Linked DNA regions of Mustela erminea: regions 1 and 2 are each linked to region 3. The links are chromatin contacts, called in public Hi-C maps. All regions are on one chromosome and are shown on one strand. The core of a region is the stretch at or near the end of the contact, and the rest is flanking DNA. Distances in the headings are between cores, read along the strand shown.

What was found. Hi-C and Micro-C count contacts between places; a contact is called where the count stands out from the background.
Region 1: a contact with region 3 is called in a Hi-C map of spleen, with 4 times the contacts expected there. The contact joins the promoter of ZNF706 here to the promoter of YWHAZ in region 3. A contact is called at or near these places in 3 of 3 Hi-C or Micro-C datasets (fibroblasts, skeletal muscle and spleen).
Region 2: a Hi-C map of skeletal muscle shows a contact between it and region 3, with 12 times the contacts expected there. The contact joins the promoter of PABPC1 here to the promoter of YWHAZ in region 3. A contact is called at or near these places in 3 of 3 Hi-C or Micro-C datasets (fibroblasts, skeletal muscle and spleen).

Annotation. Positions count from the first base shown.
Region 1 is chr16:49,423,843-49,426,720 of mMusErm1.Pri, reverse strand. It overlaps ZNF706 (zinc finger protein 706), which reads left to right and starts at 1,328. Exons shown (of 4, transcript XM_032316228.1): 1 at 1,328-1,440.
Region 2 is chr16:49,054,459-49,057,351 of mMusErm1.Pri, reverse strand. It overlaps PABPC1 (polyadenylate-binding protein 1), which reads left to right and starts at 1,414. Exons shown (of 16, transcript XM_032315926.1): 1 at 1,414-1,863; 2 at 1,977-2,205. The coding sequence starts at 2,013.
Region 3 is chr16:49,223,529-49,226,727 of mMusErm1.Pri, reverse strand. It overlaps YWHAZ (14-3-3 protein zeta/delta), which reads left to right and starts at 1,830. Exons shown (of 6, transcript XM_032315551.1): 1 at 1,830-1,944.

The DNA.
Region 1 (2,878 bases), core at 79-2,578, 200 kb before region 3:
CCCAGAGCATCTGTAGTGCCAAGGTTGAGAAACTCTACCAATGGAGGCAAGTTTTGATATATATGAACTTTCTCGAGACAACGTCCTTAGCTTTTCCCAAATTCTCAAAGGTGGTATAATGCAGAATTTTAAGAAACACTGACATAAATGGGTATTTCATATCGGCTGCAGTAACAAGCGGCATAGTAATACCACTTCACAGCAAGTGGTATTAGTTATGACTTATCTCAGCCCACTAAATCTCTCTGTCCCTTTCCAATGCCCGTGCTGATTCATGGCTAGACAGAGATGTTCGGATTTCCTGTGTCTAGACTGAGTACCTCATACTCTTATTAGCAGGTTAATGTAGCTATTATGGTTATGGTGACTCTTGATTTAAGCTAGAACTTTATGGTATGTCAAAAGTTTTGATTTCTTTAGATACCTCCAGTTCATCTGGTCAATATCCATTTAATCAGTGCCTACTATGTTTAGCACACCGCTAGGCTCTGGGCATAGAGTGATGAAAATGAGCTTGCAACTCAATACTGGAAAGGTATCAATAAAATTTAAACATATAACTTAAAACTGCAGTATGGGAGAGGTGTGAAAGGTAAAGGTGAGAAAGGCTGAAATGAGGATAAGGAAGGACTTAAAAACCAGATCATTGTATGCCACCCAAATGAGAAAAGCCGCTAACTCCTTTCCGGTTGTTCTAAACAATTCTGTAATCTCTATATCCCAGTCCTGCTCACTTGGGATACATATTTTAAACCAGCTTCTCCTGGGCACTGACATGCAAGTGGGAGAGTGGATGCTATCAGCAAAGTGAGAACGTCAGATGTAAAAGCTTCCCTTTCCTTGTTACTAATAAAATCAAATTGGAAACCAGTGTTGGGGGTGGGGGAGAGAAGGGCCGCAGTGAAATAGAATAAAGCCAAAGTCTGAAATGCCATTTGCAGGTATCAGCAGATTACAGACTCAGTTGTTCTTAATCACATACTGGAAGTTAGCGGTCATGGCCTGTAAATCATACAGAACCCCCCCCCCCAATTCAATTTAACCATTTCCAAATATTAGCAACTCTGTATGATGTTAGGATTCAGCTAAAACGGTCGGGGTACCCCAGCCAGCAACACTAAGACAAGCTGGAATCCTGAACTCACAACCCCCCCCCCCCATTGGTAAAAATAACCGGAGTTTCCGTGGGAACGGCACTGGGGGTTGGCCGGTGAGAGAACAAAGGCTGCGCGGCCCTATTAGGGTCCGCTGGGCCCGCTGGCCGCACTGGGGGCTGGGGTGGCGGCGGTGGTGCCTCCGGGTGGCTGGTTCCCCGGTACCCCACGCCGCGGCGGCGCTGGCGCACCTCTCCGGGCTGGTGCCCGGGCTGCTGCATAGGAGGGCGTCGGCGAGGAGGGAGGCGATAAAGGACGCGGGGACCGAGGCCGGGCCGCCGCCCTAGTGAGTGAGCTGGCAAGCGGCTTGTGAAACACGCCGCAGGCCGTCACCCAGCAGGACCGGGATCACGCGGCTCCCGGGGCCGGCCGAAGCCGCCGAGATAGAGCACGCGGGAGGGGAGGGGCGCCGGGGACAGAGGGCGACGTCCCCTGCAGTTTCCCTCTCGTAGGGGCCGCCGTCGCCGCCAGGCCCCGCCCCCTGACGCTTATGTAATAGGGGCGCGCTGCCATTGGCCCGCGCGACCGGAAAGGGCGCAGGCGTGCGAGCAGGGGAGGGGCGCGGGAGGCGGCCGCAGCAGGAAGGCGCGTGGGCGGCGAGAGCAGGCGGGCGCTGGGGCGACTGGGAGAGTTGCGCGGCGTGCGCGGGCACGAGCGTAGTGGCCTCCCCCGAGGCTGAGGCGGCGGCGGGCGCGCGCGGCGGCGGCGGCGGGTGCGAGGCGCGGGCTGTTGTGCTCTCCTCTTTCCCCTCCTTGGCGGGTGGAGGAGGCCGAAGCGGTGCTGGGCGCTCTCCCCGTTCCTCTCCCTGCGGCCACCTCCCCCGGCCCTCTCGCGCTGCGCGGTCTCTCCGACGCAAGACTGTCCCGGCCCGGGTGAGCGGCTGTGGGGGCGGCGCTGACGCCGCAGGACGTCCGGGAGCCGGGGTGGGGGCCTGGCGGCGGGGTCGCGGCGGGTCGCGAGGGGCCGCCGGCCTCCCCGCCTCCCAGGCGGCGGCCGGGCCCGTCTTGTCCCGGCGCGGGCCGCGGGCTGGAGGGAGAACTCGGGCGCCTGCCAGGCCCTGCAGGTGGCCGGGTTGCAGGCCGCCGGCGGCCGTGGCGCGGAGCGGTAACCTTACCCCTTGGCGACAGCAGCTGGTCGGTTTCTCGAGGCCGGGGCTCCCCGCGGCCGAAGAGGCCGGGTTTGGGGCAGCCAGAGCCTCCGGGAGGCGCGTCTCGGGCCGGGGTCGGTGAGGAGTGGCGGGTAGGTGGGGGCTGCGTGGCCGGACCGAGGAAGGGGCTCCCCGACGCGGGAGAGGCGGGCTGGGAAGGGAAGGTGGGCCGGGCTGCCGCTGGGGTTGTTTAAGTGTTGGGCGAAATAGATCTTACTCCCGGTGCTTTCCTCTTCCCTCCCCGAAAGGATGTAGTTAAAAGCTAGGGTCAGGATGTTGATCACTGCCTGGGCCTCCTCGTTTCAGATAGTTACGGAGAATGATCCTACTTCCTGAATCCCAAATCTTTTTTTACTCAGTTGTTTTTGGTTTTGAGAGGATCTTTGGAGGCAATACTTACTTGTTGCCTCCTGTAAGAGCTCTTCATTTTAGAACTCTATTCTTCTCCTTCCCTCTTTGCAGCCCTCTAAGCCACACTAAGAGTTACATTTTTAAAAACCTGCGTTTAAGGTGTTTGTAAAATGACTTGTTGGCCCTCAGTTGTGTATAATCAAGAAGTGCTTAAGAGTTTGTAGAA
Region 2 (2,893 bases), core at 165-2,664, 170 kb after region 3:
AGTCCACAGCTGGCAATGTATCTGACATGCATTTAAGTTTATTGAATTAAAGAATGAATTGGGCAATCATTTAGCTTGAGACTGCTCCCTTAACAGTAAAATAAAGTTATTACTAGGTGCTCCACCACCCACACAAGATTGCGGTAGGGAACAAATGATAGGATGTTTATGCAAGTGCTTTAGAAACTGTAAAGTACATTACTACTTTAAAGTGGGGATTTGTATGCTGACTTGATATCATTCCTATAAACTGGTATTTTCTAATGGCCATCAATTTAATAAATTTAGCATTTTTGCTGAAGTCCACAACTAATGTATAAAATTGTTTTAAACATTTGTAATACTGCATTGAAACTATCCCTAATTTTGCCTGCTTGCAGGTCCGTGGTGCTATGTACAACTGTGAGACTCATACTTGAAGAAAAAAGAATTTTTTTGAGTCCCGTTTTCTACCTCTGAGAAATCGCAAGTAGAAATTGCACGAATCAAAGATTCCAACCTAACAGCTTAAGTTAATAGTGATCACAACACTTTAAAAAGGGAAGCGTACAAAGACCCCGAAAACAGCCTTCCCAATTAAAGCCACTTTGACTAACGACAGGGTCTGGTGGAGACCGAGAACAGCGCAGGTCTCGGAAACCTTGGGAGAGAAGCCCAAGAATTCGTCCCCTCCCCCCTTCTACTGGAAGCACCGCGGAGCGGCGACCGGGGTGCAGCGCCGGGACGGTTGGGGGTCCCCGAGCCAGCAGCCAGGACCCGCGGCCAGTTCGGGTCACCGAGCGCCGCGGCCGTTGGGGACTCCAGCTCTCAGCAGGCACCGCTTCTGCGGCCGACGCGCGTGGCGGCGCTGCCCGCTGGGAGTCGTAGTGCGGTCCGGGTAGGAGAAAAAGGAGCCAACCCGGCTCCTTTCACGCACATTACGGAAACTGGGCCTGGAAGGGACCACTCCAGCCCACCCGTGCTCAGGGTCCCTAAGGGACAGGGGCGAGTGGAGCAGGGCAGGCCGTGGCGGGAAGAGGCCCGGACGGCCGTGCACGTGGGGGGTGGTTAGCGCCGAGGAACCCGGAAGCCCCGCGCACCGCCCACCGCCGCGGTGACGGGTTAACGCTTCTCCCGGGTGGAGGTGGGGGCGGGGTGTGTGGAAGGAGAGGCCGTCCCACCCGACTCCTCTCAGACCCACTAGCGAGCCAGCCCTCCCCTCCCCCACGAGCTCTACGCAGCGCAGACCCCGCCCCCCGGCCGCGGCGCGTGCGCAGGAGCCCCGCCCCTCCGCTCCAGCCCCACCCCCACACCCGCTGCAGCCGCCGCCGCCACCTCTCCCTTCCTCTCTGCTCTTTCCTCCTCCTGTTTTCTCTTCCCTCCTCCCCCTCGCCTCCTTTTCTCCTCCTCCTCCGGCGCTGACGCTCGCGTATGGTCCTGGCGTCAGACGCGCGGGGGCGGGGCGAGTGCGGCGGGGGGTATAAGTAGAGGGTGCAGGAGGCGGTGCTTCCCCTTCTCCCCGGCGGTTAGTGCTGAGAGTGCGGAGTGTGTGCTCCGGGCTCGGAACACACATTTATTATTAAAAAAATCCAAAAAAAATCTAAAAAAATCTTTTAAAAAACCCAAAAAAAATTTACAAAAAATCCGCGTCTCCCCCGCCGGAGACTTTTATTTTTTTTTCTTCCTCTTTTATAAAATAACCCGGTGAAGCAGCCGAGACCGACCCGCCCGCCCGCCCGCGGCCCCGCAGCAGCTCCAAGAAGGAACCAAGAGACCGAGGCCTTCCCGCTGCCCGGACCCGACACCGCCACCGCCACCCTTGCTTCCCAGCCGGCAGCCAGCAGCCAGCAGCCAGCGGCAGCCGATCGACCCCGTTCTGCGGCCGTTGAGTAGTTTTCGATTCCGGTTGATTTTTGTCCCTCTGCGCTTGCCCCCGCTCCCCTCCCCCCGGCTCCGGCCCCCGGCCCCAGCACTCGCTCTCCTCCTCTCACGGAAAGGTCGCGGCCTGTGGCCCTGCGGGCAGCCGTGCCGAGATGAACCCCAGCGCCCCCAGCTACCCCATGGCCTCCCTCTACGTGGGGGACCTACACCCCGACGTGACCGAGGCGATGCTCTACGAGAAGTTCAGCCCGGCCGGGCCCATCCTCTCCATCCGGGTCTGCAGGGACATGATCACCCGCCGCTCCTTGGGCTACGCGTATGTGAACTTCCAGCAACCGGCGGACGGTGAGAGCCGGGCCCGGCGGGCTGGCGGGCGGGCGGCCATGAGGCGCAGGCGGCGGCAGGCGGGCTAGGCCGGCGGGCCCGGGGGAGGGGACGGGCGGGCATGTCACCCCCTGAGGGCCGGCGGGGAGAGGCTTGGGCTCCGGGACCCCCGCTTCCCGTGCCCGCGGGGACCCGCGCTGCCGGCAGCCGCACGCCTGGCCACTTCCTCCTTTGCGACCATTTTCTCGGCCTCAGCCGCTCTCAAACTTTAGGGTGATGACGCGCCGGGAGGGTTGGGGAGATTGGGTTCTTCCACCGCGCTCCCGCCAGTAGCCGCGGGCTTCCGGGGCGTCGGGAGCCGAGCCCCCTTCTCTGGTAATAGGTGGAGGCGCTCCCACCACCCCGGGCTCCTGCCGGCGCCCCAGGACGCGGAGGAAGTGCGATTCGGTGCTCAAAAAATACCACGTGTTGAACCCTGTAACCTCACAGGCCCGAGGCCTGTCTCTGCTACTGGCCCAATCGCCTGGGGGAGCCACAGGGCCTTAGGATAAAGTTAATTTGGTGATGTGGTGGTCCTCAGGTTTCTGATTCCATTCTTAATAACTTGACAGTAACCGATGGCTCTAGAAACGTAGATTACCGATGAGAAGCGCATTTGGGGTTTTCCCCGAGTTCAGGCATTTCTCACTAATACTAACAGCAGGTTGGT
Region 3 (3,199 bases), core at 581-3,080:
CAAGGTGCTGGGAGAGGGAGGACGGATTTTATGTGTCCGCCACTGATAAATCCAGTGCTCTGCACAACTGGAGGCTGAACTCTTTAGTGAGGCTCCTTTGTCAGCTGTTCTTTAGGCAGGCCCCCCTAGTAGGTGCTCAATAACCGTATGTTGGGAGAAATAGACAAACCAAGAAACATACTCTTGACTAAAGAGAACAACAAACTGATAGATACCATTGGGGAGGTAGGTGGAGAGATGGGGGAAATAGGGAATAGGCATTAAAGAGTACACTTACTGAGATAAGGGGGAAATGATTTTCAAAAAGGATTTTTTTGGAAAACTCAGGCCAAAATGGCGTTTGCAAAGAGGTGGTAGGAACAGTTTTGAGTTTTCATTGCTAACTATATAAACTCTAGAGAACTTTTGCAACTGATTTTGCAGGTCACTAATCTTTTCGTAGCTCTAACGTTCAAAGGGAGAAGAGGCAGAGGCATTTTACACTGTGCGTGTCTCTCTCTGAACTTCCTTAAGTTGACTGGGTGGAGGCTCTACCGTTTTAGGCTGGCCCGTTGGTAGGCACCTGCAATTTCCGCTCCTCTTTCCCCCTCTTCCTGGCTCCACTGCCAGCTGGGTCAACGGGGGCCCTGGGAAATACCACACCCCTCAAACCTTGCTTCAGGAGAAAACAGGTAATGATCTTTATGTTTTAAATCACTGCAACATGAACTCTTCCAGTGGATGCTTTATTTGGATAGAAAAATCTAATCTACGAGGAACGATCCAACCTGTTCTTTGCTCAGGCCTCCACCATCCCCGGAGCCCTCCGTCTAAGGCTGCCGTTTCCCCGCGGGAGCTGAAAACGGCGGCCTCTCCTTCCAGGCCTCACCTCCCACCAGCTCCGCCCCAGCCGACCCACCTCACCCCCACTTCGCGCCCCCATTGTCCCCTTCGCAGCTGTCACTGCGCACGGATCCGGAGTCCCCGATTGGAAAACTTTCCCGTCACTCAGCCCATATACTCCAGGGCCAGACTCCTCACTCTCTCTTCCGAGCCTTAAAAGGTCTAAGGCCGCTTTCCTCCAGCCGGCAGGTAAAGCTGCCGCGGAAGGGAGGAAGGGAGGGGCCGCGCGCTCAGGTAGGCCCCGCCTGGCGACGGGGTGAGGCGGACTGGGGGTAGCGCGCCACACCGCCTCTCCTCGACCGTCTGACCGCGCCCTCCCCCGCCACCCCCAAAATCCTGATCACAATGCCAGAGCGGCGGAGCCACTCGCGTAATGCAGCCCCAGGACGGCCCAGGAGGCAGTTACCACCGCGAAGCACGGAGGGCGGGGCGGGTCAGGGCGCGGGGAGGGGGGGGGGGGGGGGGGATGTGAAAGGTCCCGGATGTTGCTGAACCGGAGCCCCTTCTAGAGGGAGTGACTGGCGCAGGCGCAGGAGGGCCGCAGGGAAAGCTAAGGTGGGGGTGGGGAGGAATTTCCTTGCTGGTTTAGAGGAAGAGTGAGTCTGTAGAGGTTGCGGGGGATTCAAGAAGGCGAGGTAGGAAGGCACTGGTAGGAAGGAGAAAAAAAAAAAAGGGAAGGCGCTTCCTGCCCAGGCTCACTCTCCCAAGAGCAGAGAAGTTGGGAGCTGAGCGGGGTAGGGAGGAGCGTTGGTAGCGGGAGAAGTGGTACGCTCCTCCGCTCGCCCTCTAGCGCGGGCGGGCAGGACGCGCGCGCTAGGGAGCGGCGGTTGCACTGGGCCCCCAGAGCTGTGGGCACCAATCAACGGTTGCCATAGCAGCGTTTGACGTCATCGTGCGTGTGGTGCCCCTGCTGTCGGGGCTGGTGATTGGAGGAAACCCCGTGTCTGCGGAGCCGCTGTAGCCTGTGAGCAGCGAGATCTACGGACAGAGTCTCAGCCTCGCCGCTGCCGCCCGGAGACTGCTGAGCCCCCGTCCGTCCGCCGCCACCCACTCGGGACACAGGTAAGGGACCCGGCCGCCGCCACCTAGTCCCATTCCTTCCTTCCCCAGACCAACCTTCCAAAAGCCTAAGGGCCGTCCCCGCTCCACAGCCCCTCAGCCCCGCTCGCCCGGCGGTAGCGGCGCTGGGCTGAGGCGGAGTCTCCTCAGGCGGAGACGGGCGGCGGCTTTTCCGCTGGGTTCGGGCGGGCGGCTCGCGGCTGCCTAGGGCTACTTGCTTCCGGACCGATGTCTTGGCCCCGATAAGCGCCGGTTCCCAGCCCCCGTCCCCGGGCTGGAAAGGGCGCCCACACGCGAGATCCCCGGGGACCCGCCCGGTCGCCGGCTCCCGGGGGTGACCGAGGCTCCTCTGGGCGCATTCGGTTCCCACCCGCGCCCCCTCCTCGTCGCCGACCCGCTCCCGCCCGAGATAATGACTTGGCGACTGCGGGCATTGCAGTGGCGCAGGTGAGGCCGCCCCCTCCCCTCGCGGCCCTCCCCTCCCCCTGCTTCTCCCGCTCGCTGCTCCGCGCAGCCTCCGCGCCCCGCGCTGCGGCGACGGCACCCAGCCCTCCCCCACCCGGGCGGCGGCGCGTTAGCAGGGCCGGGCCTGGGGACCGGGCCGCGAGCCGAGGCCGTCCCGGAGGCGCCCGCCAGGTACTCTAGGGCGAGGCCTCGTTTCTGGCACGAGGGGGAGCCGGCTCTGGGGTGGGGCTGGCCTGGGACCTGGGGCCGAATTTCCTGGGTTCCTTGGCGGGGTGGGGGATGGGGCTCAGGGTTTTTTTTTTCTTTCTTTCTTTCTTGTTTTTTTTTTTTTTCCCTCCCCCTCACCTCATGGTGAGTGGGGTCTCCGATTCCTGGTGGGGATAGAGAAGAGAATGGGGGAAGGCGGTGGATCGGCGTCTGGCTCGCCTGCCCGGTGGGCTTGAACGGGAGGGTCGGCTTTTTAGACGGTGTCCCCCTCACGGGGCGGGTGAGGCTGAGCGTAACAGCCGGCGGTGGCCCAGCTCGCCTGGGTGTGGCTCTTGTCCCCTCCCCCACCTGCTGCAGCTGTCGGGTCCCTACAACCTAAATGAGCACCAGTGGTGTCCGGTGGCGGAGGAGACGCGGGTGGGAGAGTGGGGTGTGTCCGCCGCCCCGCGGGTCGTGGTTCCGCTTCTGCGGGCGGCGCTGGCGTCTCTGCCCCCGGGGCGGGCGAGCGGCTCCCCCCTCCCTTCCCCCGGCTCGGGCGGGGGCGCGCTGCTCCTCCCTCTTGCTCTGGTGGGGGGAATTAACACTC